Linked DNA regions of Mus musculus: region 2 is linked to region 1. A link is a contact called in public Hi-C data. All regions are on one chromosome and are shown on one strand. Each heading gives the region's core, a stretch centred on a gene start, on an enhancer-like site or on the middle of the called end of the contact. The rest is flanking DNA. Distances are from core to core; before and after follow the strand shown.

What was found. A called contact is a pair of places that touch in the nucleus more often than the background predicts.
Region 2: a contact with region 1 is called in a Hi-C map of the N1E-115 cell line, with 9 times the contacts expected there. The contact joins two enhancer-like sites. A contact is called at or near these places in 1 of 39 promoter capture datasets (liver), 2 of 484 Hi-C or Micro-C datasets (the N1E-115 cell line and muscle stem cells), 3 of 115 datasets of contacts at active chromatin or transcription factors (embryonic stem cells, fetal liver and stem cell-derived neural progenitor cells) and 1 of 9 other capture datasets (liver).

Annotation. Positions count from the first base shown.
Region 1 is chrX:11,926,920-11,932,797 of GRCm38.p6, reverse strand. No RefSeq gene overlaps it. Among named protein-coding and RNA genes, the nearest start is that of Gm52427, 35 kb to the right of the region's middle. Within about 2 kb of position 3,142, at least 34 of the 459 cell types and tissues checked have an H3K27ac peak or open chromatin away from gene starts, as enhancers often do. A contact at or near this core is called in the N1E-115 cell line, where this site is marked.
Region 2 is chrX:12,148,267-12,154,144 of GRCm38.p6, reverse strand. It overlaps a transcript of Bcor not described here. Among named protein-coding and RNA genes, the nearest start is that of Gm46687, 59 kb to the right of the region's middle. Within about 2 kb of position 2,319, at least 84 of the 459 cell types and tissues checked have an H3K27ac peak or open chromatin away from gene starts, as enhancers often do. A contact at or near this core is called in the N1E-115 cell line, where this site is marked.

The DNA of each region.
Region 1 (5,878 bases), core at 1,893-4,392:
GTCTTATGAATACGAGTCTAGTGCTTTGCAGCTGAGCTGCAGCCTATCCTTGCTGGTAGCCTTGAAAGCACAGTAGCTCCTTCTGAGGTCCAGGTGACTTCAGGTGGAGATTATGGCTAAGTCAATGGATGTGCTGCATTTCTGGGTGCAAGGCCCCACCTCCCACACTAAGTCATCTCCCTGGCTTGTTAGCTGGATGTAGTGGTGCATGCTTTTAATCCCAGCACTCTGGAGGCAGAGGCAGGAAGACCTCTGTGATTTTGAGGTCTGATATACACACTGAGTTTGTTCCAGGGCAGTCAGAGCCACATAGTAAGACCCTGTATTTTTTTTTTTAAGTTTTAAAATAAATATTTTATAATACTGGAGATAGAGCCCAGGGGGTATCTGCCAGTGCATGCTGGGTAAATATTCTGACTGTGAGCTACATTCTCAACCTCTGATTTCTTGAGAAAGGGAAATCTAGACTGGCCTCTTCCTCCACACCCTCTGTAGTGCTGTGACGAAGGGCCCTTCCATGAAGGTATTAGACCTCTTTCCTGATTCTAGATTTTCACAGCGCACCTCCTTGTGTTTTGGCTGCACAAGAGGATTTGCAAGCACAGAGGGCCAACGTATACTGCAATAAAGGTCCTGGCATGTGAGTACCTACTATGCATCCTGTGAACCTTCAGATGGTCCTGGCCCTGAATCACCAAGCCTTCAAGTTCAGGCTCAGGATTCCACAAATCCAGCCCCACTTGCTTTTCTCCCAGTCTCTCCTAACCCCCTCCATGACTTCCGAACAAACCTGGAACCCATCTCCATACCTCAGAATTCCAAGTTCTGTCTCGTTCTACTTGTCTCAACAGCCTCTCTATCTCTCTGTCTCTCTGTCTCTCTCTCTCTGTTTTTCTCTGTCTCTCTTTCTCCTCTCTTTCTCTCCCTCTCTCTGTTTTTCTCTGTCTTTCTCCCCCCCCCCCCCTCTGGCGGTCATCTGTTCTTGCACATGTACCCTTCCAGTCTGTTCTCCACAGTGCAGCGAGAGGGACGTGCCGCAGCCAGCAAGCCAGGCAGATGCAATTAGTCACTCTCCCACGATTGCCCTCCAGGACCTCGAGTGCTAGCACTATTTCCCCTTCAAGCTGCGTGGCACCTCCCTCCGCTCCACCTCTAGTCTCTGTGCAGGCTCTGCTGCTGGAGAGAAATCTACCTCAGACTCAGACAGCACTGCAGTATGCAGAGTGGGGACCATTTGTTTCTCATCACTGATGTTTACAGCCTGAACTAGAAGGCTTGGTGATTCGGGCTAGGAACATCTGAGGGTTCACAGGATGCATGGTGGGTACCAGATGTGCTGAAGACCAGGACCTTTATTGGAGTATACATCAGCCCTCTGTGCTTGTTTGGCTTCAGGCCAGCGCCCCACCCCATCTTTCAGAGACATGGTCTCACCATGTAGCTCTGGCTCTGGCAAGCTTCTTCTGCCCTGTGTCCTTTCCCTTGTTCTCTGGGATCTGCTACTTCCCACCACTTCTTGAAAGCCTCAAGCCTTTTCAGTGAGTTCTTCTCCCATTCCTCTCTTTGGCTAACTCCAGCTCTTGGCTAGGATGTCACTGTCTGCAAAGGGTCCCTCCTGGTTGTACACATTGAGCATCTTGAATCCCCCAAATTCAAAATGCTCCCAAGTCAAAACCTTCATGTGATGGGTTTTGAGCTGTGATGGGCTGCAGCCAGCCCCAGCTGAAAGCGCTGTCTAAAATTACTTTGAAGCTACATGGACAAATTGTATCGGAAACATAAGGGAATTGTGAGCTGAGGCTTAGTTTCCATCTCCAAGATATCTCATTACACACATGCAAACCCTAACAAATCCCATATATGAAACTCTGGTTCTCAAAGCTCTGAACAAGGACCCTCAGTCTGTGTCCTTTCCTGGTTTCCTCTGCTGTCACCCACAGTGCCTCTGCAGCTTTTATTCTGGCTGTCTTGTGTGACTGCTTAGTTTCCATAATAAGAAACCTCATGAGCTGGGGCAGCCAAAGTTGCTTGATTCTTTGCAGTATCGTCAGAGTTGATGAAGGCGCTAGAATAAACTCCCAGAATCTTCAGGCTGTTTTCCAAGAAGGTTGTGATTGGTTTGTGTAGAATCATCAACCCTGGGCCTTGGGGGAGGGGAGGCTTGTGAGCAGAGGAGATGGCCGGCTCAGGCGTGTCTGACCTCTGGCCCTCAGGCCAAGTGTTGCCGCCTGGGATGGAGGCTAGCTAAGAATGGGCCCCACACAAAATTGCAAACCTACAACATGAGGTTTTCTTTTCTGTTTTTAGCTCCATCCATGGCTTGTGAGCATAAACTTTGTATATGACAAAATCCTGTCACAATGGCAAAAGACTGGACATACCTGCTTCATGGACTATGGTAGGCTGTGTGGCTTCTTCCTTCTCCAACTTTTATTTTTGTGACAGGGTCTTACTATGTAGATGAGGTTGGCCTCTAATTCACAGTGATGCTCCCGGCTCTGACTCCCAACCTCTTCAAGCTCAAACCCACCAGCCTCGGGTGTCATCATCTGCAGGATGAAGCTGGCGGGGACTACAGGAATGGAGGAAATGACACAGACATAGAAAAGCTGAGGCTGCCTCATATCTGCTTTCTGACAGAGATGTACCAGTAGCAACCTGGAAACCTGGCCATTTCTTATACAAAGCAGGAAAACAGAGGCAAGGGTTAGCTAGAGGGGGTTTCTGTACCGGTAAGTCTCAGGCCACGGTCATCTGGGAGGAGTTTGGTACTTTCTGCAGACACTATCAGGAAGGCTTCCCTATTCCCAGGGAAGGCCTTGGCGTTCCCAGGAGTCTGATGCATTGGGGTACGTGAAGTGGCTCCTCACACTGGAGCTTTTGAAGGCCAGGTCAACGGCCACGATACAGGCACACAGGCTGGCCAGAATCCCACATGCTCCCAAGGTTTCAGAATTTTTTTTTTTTTTAATCTCCCCTGGGTTCCTCACATGCTTTGGGTAGCAAAAGAGGGGGCCTGAGGATCAGGAAGCAAGTGATTTCTCTAGGATGACGGCTGCCTCTGTCACTCTTCGGCTTCCCCAGGGCCTGGCCTTATTAGGATGCCTCCATCCTGAGTCAGGCCGGAAGTTGCTCGCTCTGGTGTAATTACATTAAGCATCCAGGACGGTGATGTGGGGACAGCTTGCCGCAGTGTTTTGCAGGGCAGTCTGCATTCTTTGGTGTCTTGGTCAGCCTGGCTTCACAGTCTGAAGCCTGCATTGCTGGGCTGGGCAGAGGGACAGGTTCCCCTTGCCAGCTCAGGTCTAACTGCAGAGTTCTCTAGGCCAGTGAGCAGCCAGAGCCAACCCCTGATTGCCTGAATCCTCCTGCAGGGCAGACAGCAGGAACCTGTGTGGGAAGGCAGGCAGAGCACCCTTCTCAGCCTGCAGGGGTACAACTCTGAATGGGGGGCATGGGCCTCTTAGTCTGCCCCTTGCTCTCCAGACTGACTAAGCTGTTTGTGTTTATATACACACAGCTGCTCTTGGTGTCTATGTGTAAACCTTTCTTTCACCTTAAATGTTTAAAAATAACATCATTTATAAGCAATGCCAAGTTAGCCTTAGGACCGAATCTCACACCCCATACCAAAATAAATACCAGTTGAATTAAAAAAAAAAAAAAAAGCAAGACAAAGCCTGAGGAGATGAGGAGATGGTTCCCTGGGTAAAAGTGCTTGCTTTGCAAGCATGCGGACCCAAGGTCAGATGCCCAGCATCCATGCAAAAGCTGGCGTGGTGATATGTGCCTGTAACCACGGGGCTGGGGGAGAGACGCGAGAGACATGGGCACAGATGGGTCCAGAGGCCTTCTCAGCCAGCTAGTATAACCAATTGGTGAGTATCGGGGTCTGTGAGAGACCATGTCTGAAAAATTTAGCTGGAAGGCATTAAAGGCAGACACCTGATGCCAACTTCTGGCCTCCACATGCACCCGCACGGGAGGAACACCATTGCCACACACATGCACGCACACACATACAATGCAGACCTAATAAGAAACATCTTGAAGAATGAACAAAAGCCGTTTTGAAATCTCTTAGTAGACAATTAGTTGAGAGGGTGGCATGGATCACTGGCGTTTTCTTAAAAGATGCCCACCTCACCCATAAGCAGAGCTAAGTATAAACGGGGCAGTAACGTGATGCTGATTTCCCTTACGTTTGCAGAAGAAAAGTATTGGAGGAGGCAGAAAGGGACAGACAGTGGCGATGTGAATTGGAACAGCGTCTTTGGAGAACAATTCGGCCATATTTATACGCATTTAAATGTGCTTTGAGCCGATAGCCCAGATTTCTACTGTTAAGGTAGACCTGCCCCAGCACTCAGGGTTTCCTGCCATCACTTTATGCCCTCAAACTGGGAACAGTCTTCATGCTCAACAGAAGGGGGGGGGGGTTAAATAAACAAGGCGTATCCAGGTCATGAAATACTGTAAGATGATTGAAAAAATAACATAGACAGATACGGAATATTCTCCAAAGAAATGAAGTGAAAAAAAATCCAATTGTAAATCCATATGTAGAGCACGAACACATTTATGTACAATAGGCCCCTGTGTGGTCAGGCGCCGACGGACTCCCCAGGGAAGAAGCAGTATCTGCAAGTGAAGAAAAAGGAAGCGTCACCTTTTGTTCGTTTCCTTTTTTTCCTGGGAATTGTTTGATTTTTTTTTTTTTTTTTGTAAATAAGCACAGTTTGCTTTGTGAATTAAAACAAGACAACATTTAAACCCGTTCCAGAAGCAAGGCCTCCCCTGTGAGAGGCTAAGGCGACACAACCAGGGTGGATGGTTCTGCTTACAGGATGGGCTTGGTTTGCTACACCCGCTCTTAACGTCCCTTTTTAAAAAAAAACGGGATCTCACTCTAGAGCCCAGACAGACCTCATATTCATGATGCTCCTGCCACAACCTCCCAATATTGGGATTACAGGCAGCACTATGCCTGGCTAGCGTTAAACCAAAACCAAAACAACAATAACCACACACACAAACACTTTTAACAGATTCTTTTTCTGAGACAGGGTCTAATCTCAGACTGGATGGATGTTGACGTTGAACCTCTGGCTCTCCAGCCATGTGCTGCTGGGCTTGGACTCAGATCCTCATGCTGACTGCATCACTTGCTCAATTGCCTGTGTTCTTAGGCTTCACCGTATCTCAGGCTGGACTTGAACTCACAGTCCTCCTACCCCAGACTCTCAGCCTTGGAGACCACAGGATCCACGTTTTGGATTCAGAAGACAGGAAGCTGTCTTAAATTTGAGGAGGGCTTGCCGGGAGCCAGAGTTGAAGAGAAGACTGGCTCCCTTTGGGGCTTTGGGATTTCGCAGTTCTCCAGACCTGCCCTTGTCCCCAGTCCCCACCTAGCCCACCTGCAGCCCTCAGCCCCTTTTACATTCCCACAGCTGCTCACTCCTCATTGTTCAGGAACAAAGGCAGTTTAGGTTTTTGAAAACCAAGTACAAATACACTACCCAGAAGCCATCTTGCTTGTAAATGAGCTGATGGCTACCGGCCCCTGGGGTGGGGGTGGGGGGTCATTCCAGGGCGGGTGGCAGCAGGGGGCTCTGGGGACAGTTTGGCTGGAAGGAAAGCAGGGCAGAAAGGTGCAGCAGGATGCAAACAGTGGGTGATTTATGATGTCAATAAACACAGCGGCCTCGCGCTGAGCGGTCCCCTCAAGATGTGTCTGAGCACAGTGCAGGCAGCATCTACAGCAGCATCTACTGCCTGCCTGTGCTAGGCTACAGCCTGGATGCCCAGTGAGCTCAGGAGCTCTGCATCTCTCGGTTAGGATGTAGGGAGAGGCCCCCATTCTTTCTGGGGGACAGTA
Region 2 (5,878 bases), core at 1,070-3,569, 220 kb before region 1:
ACACACACACACACACACACACACACATACACACACACAATCTGGGACCGGGAAGTAGGACTTGACAGATTTGAACAGCAAGGTGATGTAGGTCTGCTGGGCGAAGACCAGGAAGCTAGGCAACGACTTGGCTTAAAATGAATATGAAAAGAAAGACTTAGGCCTGCTGGTGTTTCCTGGAGGCCTAGAACTACTCAGAATGGGGAGGTGAGGGGTGCTCTGTAATCTTCCCTGAAGGATTCAAGCAATCCTACTGGCCTGGGGTGGTGGCCAGGTGCAAAAGGGATAAAGGCCTAGGCAGAGCTTTAACCCAACCTCTCTAATTTGGCGCGGGGTGGGGTTAGAGGTGATGTAGTGGAGAGTCTCTGCTTGAGCTCCACGGGCCTCCCTCTCACTTCCTTGGCTACGCGCGGCCTCTGGCTAGGACTAACCAGCCTCCAGCTCACTGTCCTAAACCCTAAGCCCTTCCCGCCTGGATGCCCAAGCTGGATCCTCAGGCTTCCCCGTGCCTGGCAGCCTCGGCTCTTCCCCTTTGTGATTTAACCGAGGTTCAGAAAGCTTGTTTACCTCGGCAGCCTTGGGCGACTCGGTCTGCGGAAAAAGCCCCTAGGCCAGCGCCGACCAGTAGGGGGGGATTGTCTTATAGATTATTTTTCCTCCTGGTTTTTGTTTTGTTTTGTGTTTTTTAAACCAGAAGGCGAGGTTGGAGAGGGGGCGGGGTGGCGTGTTGCTGCTGTTTTCGAGAGCACTGTATTTGAAAGAGAAACAAAAGCCGTTTGGGAGGTAGCAAGGCTGTTTTTACATATAAAAAAAGTGCAATGAATACCTAGGGCCCCCAGCAGTGATAAACTAAACGCTCGGCGGATTTCGACTATTAGCAGTTAATCTGTTATCTGCGGTCACCAAACAAGTTCTAGGGCTCGGAGGATGCCGAATTCCTGTTCCAATTGAGCCGGGATCTGTTGGGCACATCCAATGCCCATAGTTTCTTCCAGTGCAAATCCAGTTTTGGAGAACTGGGTTTCCCAGATGGGGCACTGATTTGAGGTCTCATTAGACTCTCTTAGGCAGTCAAAGATCTGCTTGCATCGCCGCTCGAACTCACGTCCTGCCTGTGATTCAGAAGTGTGTTTAAAATGGTTACACACACACACACCCTTAGTTTCTCAGGCCTGTCAATTTTGCACGTAGTAGGCCTCCAAAAATATTAGCAATGTACGATAGAAACTAAAGTGAATCTCTGGGCCTGGAAGACAGACTGATACACAGCCTCGTCCTGGGAAGACTATTGGGGTGCCCAGATCTTCCCTTGGGCCGCTGCAGCCTGCGTTCATCTTCGGCCTCCGCGGGCCAGGGCGGGCGGGGTAGGCCAGAAGGCACTAAGCGCCTGGAGCCTGCACGATGATAAATATTGCGCAGACAGCCCATAAATAATTTGCATTATGTTCAGCTGACAACGCAGGGCGATTAATTTTAATAGCTACATATTTGCCTGGGCTGCTGCTTTCGTAGGCCCGGTAATGAAAGGCGAGAGGCCGCCCTGGCTCCGTGCTCATGGTCCCGGAAGGCAGCCGGGAGGAATGGGAAGAAGGCCCGATGCGGTTTCTCCTCCAGGCAGTCCCCAGGGATCCCGGGTTCCTGCCCCTCTCCCCCCCCCCCCACCCCGGCCCTCTCCTCAGTGTAGAAGTGGGGTGCGTGTGAAGCCCAAGTAACCCCGAGGCCTCAAGCAACAGGAGCCACCATAATGACGCTGCAATTTGTCTGGGTTGGGATAGCCACTTGTGGAAGGGAGATCCTGCGGGGGGCGGGGGGACATGCTCTCCACCCAGACCAAACCCCGAGTGAATTCAGGGGTGTAGGGGGTCACAGTCCGCTTTGGTCCTGGGGAAGTGCTGGTATTTTCCAATGCGCCTGCCTATTTGCCAGTAGATCTTTAGCTTGGCGAGGGCTTTGCCGACCTCAGGGCAGGAGCAAGGGGCAAAACAAAGCCGTGGGGTCCGCGTATCCTGACCTCTTTTTGGGTTCAGAGTCCTCTCTGCCCATCCCGCACCCGGAGGGAACCCCCACCCCCATATTACTGGCCGCAAAGGCCCATGGAAAGGATGGAAAGAAAGGGTCCCGAGCAGCTCTTTAAAAGAGGGGGCGGGGAGGAGAACGCGGTGAGCCAGGCCACAACAGGGCAGCCGCCGCAGTCCCGCGGTGGCCCGGTGCGTGCGTGTGCGTGTCGATGTGTGCGTGTCGATGACAAAGCCCCGCTGCCGTCAGCAAGCTCCCGGCTGCTCGAGCGTGGGTGGGGGAGGGGAAGAGAAAGTAGTAGGGGGTGGAACCCTCGCTCACGTAGGTAGCTGAAGCTTCTCTGGAGAAAGAGTTCATTCATGAGCCACAGGAGTCTCCCCGGCCCGGCCAGGTGGAGCTGGCTAAAGCTAGCACCTGTTTTATTTATTTGCCTTTTTGGAAACAAGCAAGTGCATCGATCATTACCATATTTTAATTGCCTTTCTCAAAGGTCATCTCTAATTATGGGTTACGAGAAGGGCTGGCTAAGGGGTCTGCAACCCCTGTGTGTGTGTGTGTGTGTGTGTGTGTGTGTGTGTCCTCTGAGACAATGCTCCTAGCTCAGATCGAAATGCCATTCCGAGGGTGTCCGCGAGCGCCTGCAAGACTGTCACGACGTGCTGGATCCACGCAGACCCTGCTGCGTGCACAATAAAAGCCGAGCAGGCGGCAGAGGGCCGTGCAGACCCACGGGTTTTCTTTTTAGAAACGGTGGTGCGAAGAGACTTGACAATAATAACACGCAGCAGGATTAAACCAGGGCGGGAAGAAGAAAATGCATTTTCGTTTCTAGGACTGAGAGGGTGTTTAACCCATCCGATCCCCCAAGAGCTTTTTTTATGCACACACAGAGACAGGTGCGGGACACACGGTGGCTTGGGACAACCTATTTTTCATATTAATCTCGTCCCTTCTTTAAGAATGGTTGTTCATTACAGTGTGAGCGAACGTTTGTAATGTTTATTCTTTTGTTTTATGGAAAATTATACCAGACTAGCTGAAAAGAAAAAAAACCGGTTGAGGTGAGGTTTTTTTTTTTTTTTTTCTTTTCAAAAGTGCGTTTTTAGGATGCTTCCTCCTCGCCCCCTTCATTTTAAATCATTTTCAGAAACTCTTGAGGCAAAAGGCTGTACTCAGAGGGAGCAGGGCAGAGGGGGTCTCAGGTTCTTGGGACAGGATTGAAGCGGGTAGAAATCAGGAAAGAGCTGTTGGGTAGAGGTGGGCACCCGCCACCCCAGCTTGGCTTTCTCAGAAGAGCCTGGCATTTGTGAGTCACCAGCCTGTTTCTGGGAATGCCGCTTGCTAGAGCCAGGGCCTGGGTCAGGCGTCTTGGAGAGTCGGAGGGTCTTGACTGCCTCTGCTTCCTGCCTGCCCCCACACCTGGCCTCCTGGCCTCACCAGCAGCCAGCTCTGCTGGGAGGAGGAAGGCAGAGCCAGATGACTGGTCCAAAGCCCCAGAGACCGCCTGGCTTTCTCCTCCCCTGTAATCATAACCAGATGCACTTAAACGCCTTTCATCAGAGGAAGCCCAAAGCCCTTTAACAGGCAGCAATGAAAACCTTGCAAGGGCCTCTCAGCATGTGTGCCGGGGGGCCCCTGAGCCCATTTCTCAACCAAGTCAGCCTGAGGTTGCCAGAGTCTAAGCTTTCTTCTCCTGTACCTCGGACCTCGGAGGCCTAATAAGTTACCCAATCAGGTCAGTTGGGGGGGGGGGTGAGGAGGCCAGGGCTGCTGTTAGGTGTGTGGGTACAGACCCCATAGAAAGAGAGGCATACAGGGCAGCCAGCAGCTAGCACTGAGGCTGTGAGTGGCCATGTAAGGTGAGGTGTTCAGGACATTTCCAGAGGTACTCGAACTATCTCTCTATGCCACTGCTCCCTGCTAAGCTCTACAGAGTTTAATACTTGCAAGAGCAGCAACTATTTTATTTGTCTGTAGACCTGGCACAAAGTAAGCCATTCAAATGTTTGGGCGATCACAGCTGTGGTGGGAAAGCAAGATATATTTAGGTTTGACATAAGAGCTCTGCCCCAAACAGTGTTTAATCTCCCGGGACCTCGGTTTCCTCATCTGTAAAATGGGCATGAGAATGTCTATGTTCACAAGGTTAGGAAAATATCAGATGAAGAAATTGCACAGGAAGTTCTAGGAAGGTCATAATAAACTCTCAGTATCTACCCTGGCTTTGTCCTGTAAGGATAGTGAGGACTGGGTGTCTGGAATGCAGCCCTGGGGAAGGGGCAGGGATTGTAGCCCTTGGCTGAGTCTGAGTCTTGCTGGCTTGGAGTTTGAATTAGAAGAAAGGATTGCATATAGGACTGGTGGTTTAGTAATGGGTGCTTTGGGGCCCACTTATTGGTTTGGGGGTGTGCTTTAGCTAGGACCACCAGAAAAGGAGGAAAGAGAGGGGAAAGGAGGAAGAATTGTTTCCAAATGTGCATCCATCAAGTATGGTGGCTTATGGTGTAATCCCCACACTACATGAGCTAACCTGGGTTATATAGTGAGCGCCAGGTACAGTGTGAGACTATCTCAAAGCTCCTGAAAGTGTACATTAGAGGCACAGGCAGGCTGTCCCAAAGCTGTGAACAATTGGAGGGAGCCTTTCCAGCCTTTGGTCTTAGTTTCTACACAGGGGACTAAGACTCCTGCCCTGAGGCCAGGCTGCCAGAGAAGAATGGCCAGCAGTTGTGGTCTAAGAGATGTCCCTTCAGTCCTGACCCTTGCTTGTCTAGCATGGTTGTATTTAATCAATGACAAGTCTATCCCCTAGAATTAGGCAGGGAAAGGGTTGAGTTCTGCCTGGTTCTTGTCATGGTTGTTCGGAATTCTGGCTTGTTCTAGAGCTCCCCAGTTCTTAGCTTCCCCAACCCTGTCCTCACCAGACACCCACAATTCAGCCATATCTCTCTCCTCGTTGTAGGTCGTATTACTTGTGACACTGGAGATCAAACCCAGAGCCTTTATGAATGTCTGACAAGAGCCTCCTCACACACATTTTCTTGTGTTTGTTATTCACTGAGCAGCAGATATGGCTAGTCTCAAAAGCCAGCTTGCTTCATCTCCTCCCTAGGAAGCTAGAATTACAGGTGGGCCTTCACACCTACTGGATTCTGAGGATCTGAACTCTAGTCCTGAGCACTTGACTGGTGAGAGCTTTAACCTTGAACCATCCTCCTGGTATCCACCCTTCATCCCCAATGAAAAGACCTTCCTTCCTTCCTCCCTCCCTCCCTTCCTTCCTTCTTTTTTTTTTTTTTTTTAAGATTTATTTATTTAATGTAAATTCCTGCTGAATCACCCCAAGGGGAGCCTACTCCTGGACCATTCCCCAGTTTCTAGGCAACTTGGGTTGCCTAGAAAAGTCTTTTCTGGGTGCTAAAGTGATGGCTCAGTGGTTAAGAGCACTGACTGCTCCTTCAGAGGCCCTGAGTTCAAATCCCAGCAACCACATGGTGGCTCACAACCATCTGTAATGGGATCCAATGCCCTCTTCTGGTGTGTCTGAAGACAGCTACAGTGTCTCTTAGACCACAACTGCTGGCCATTCTTCTCTGGCAGCCTGGCCTCAGGGCAGGAGTCTTAGTCCCCTGTATAGAAACTAAGACCAAAGGCTGGAAAGGCTCCCTCCAATTGTTCACAGCTTTGGGACAGCCTGCCTGTGCCTCTAATGTACACTTTTTAATGTACACTGTAGCTGTCTTCAGACACACCAGAAGAGGGCATTGGATCCCATTACAGATGGTTGTGAGCCACCATGTGGTTGCTAGGATTTGAACTCAGGGCCTCTGAAGGAGCAGTCAGTGCTCTTAACCACTGAGCC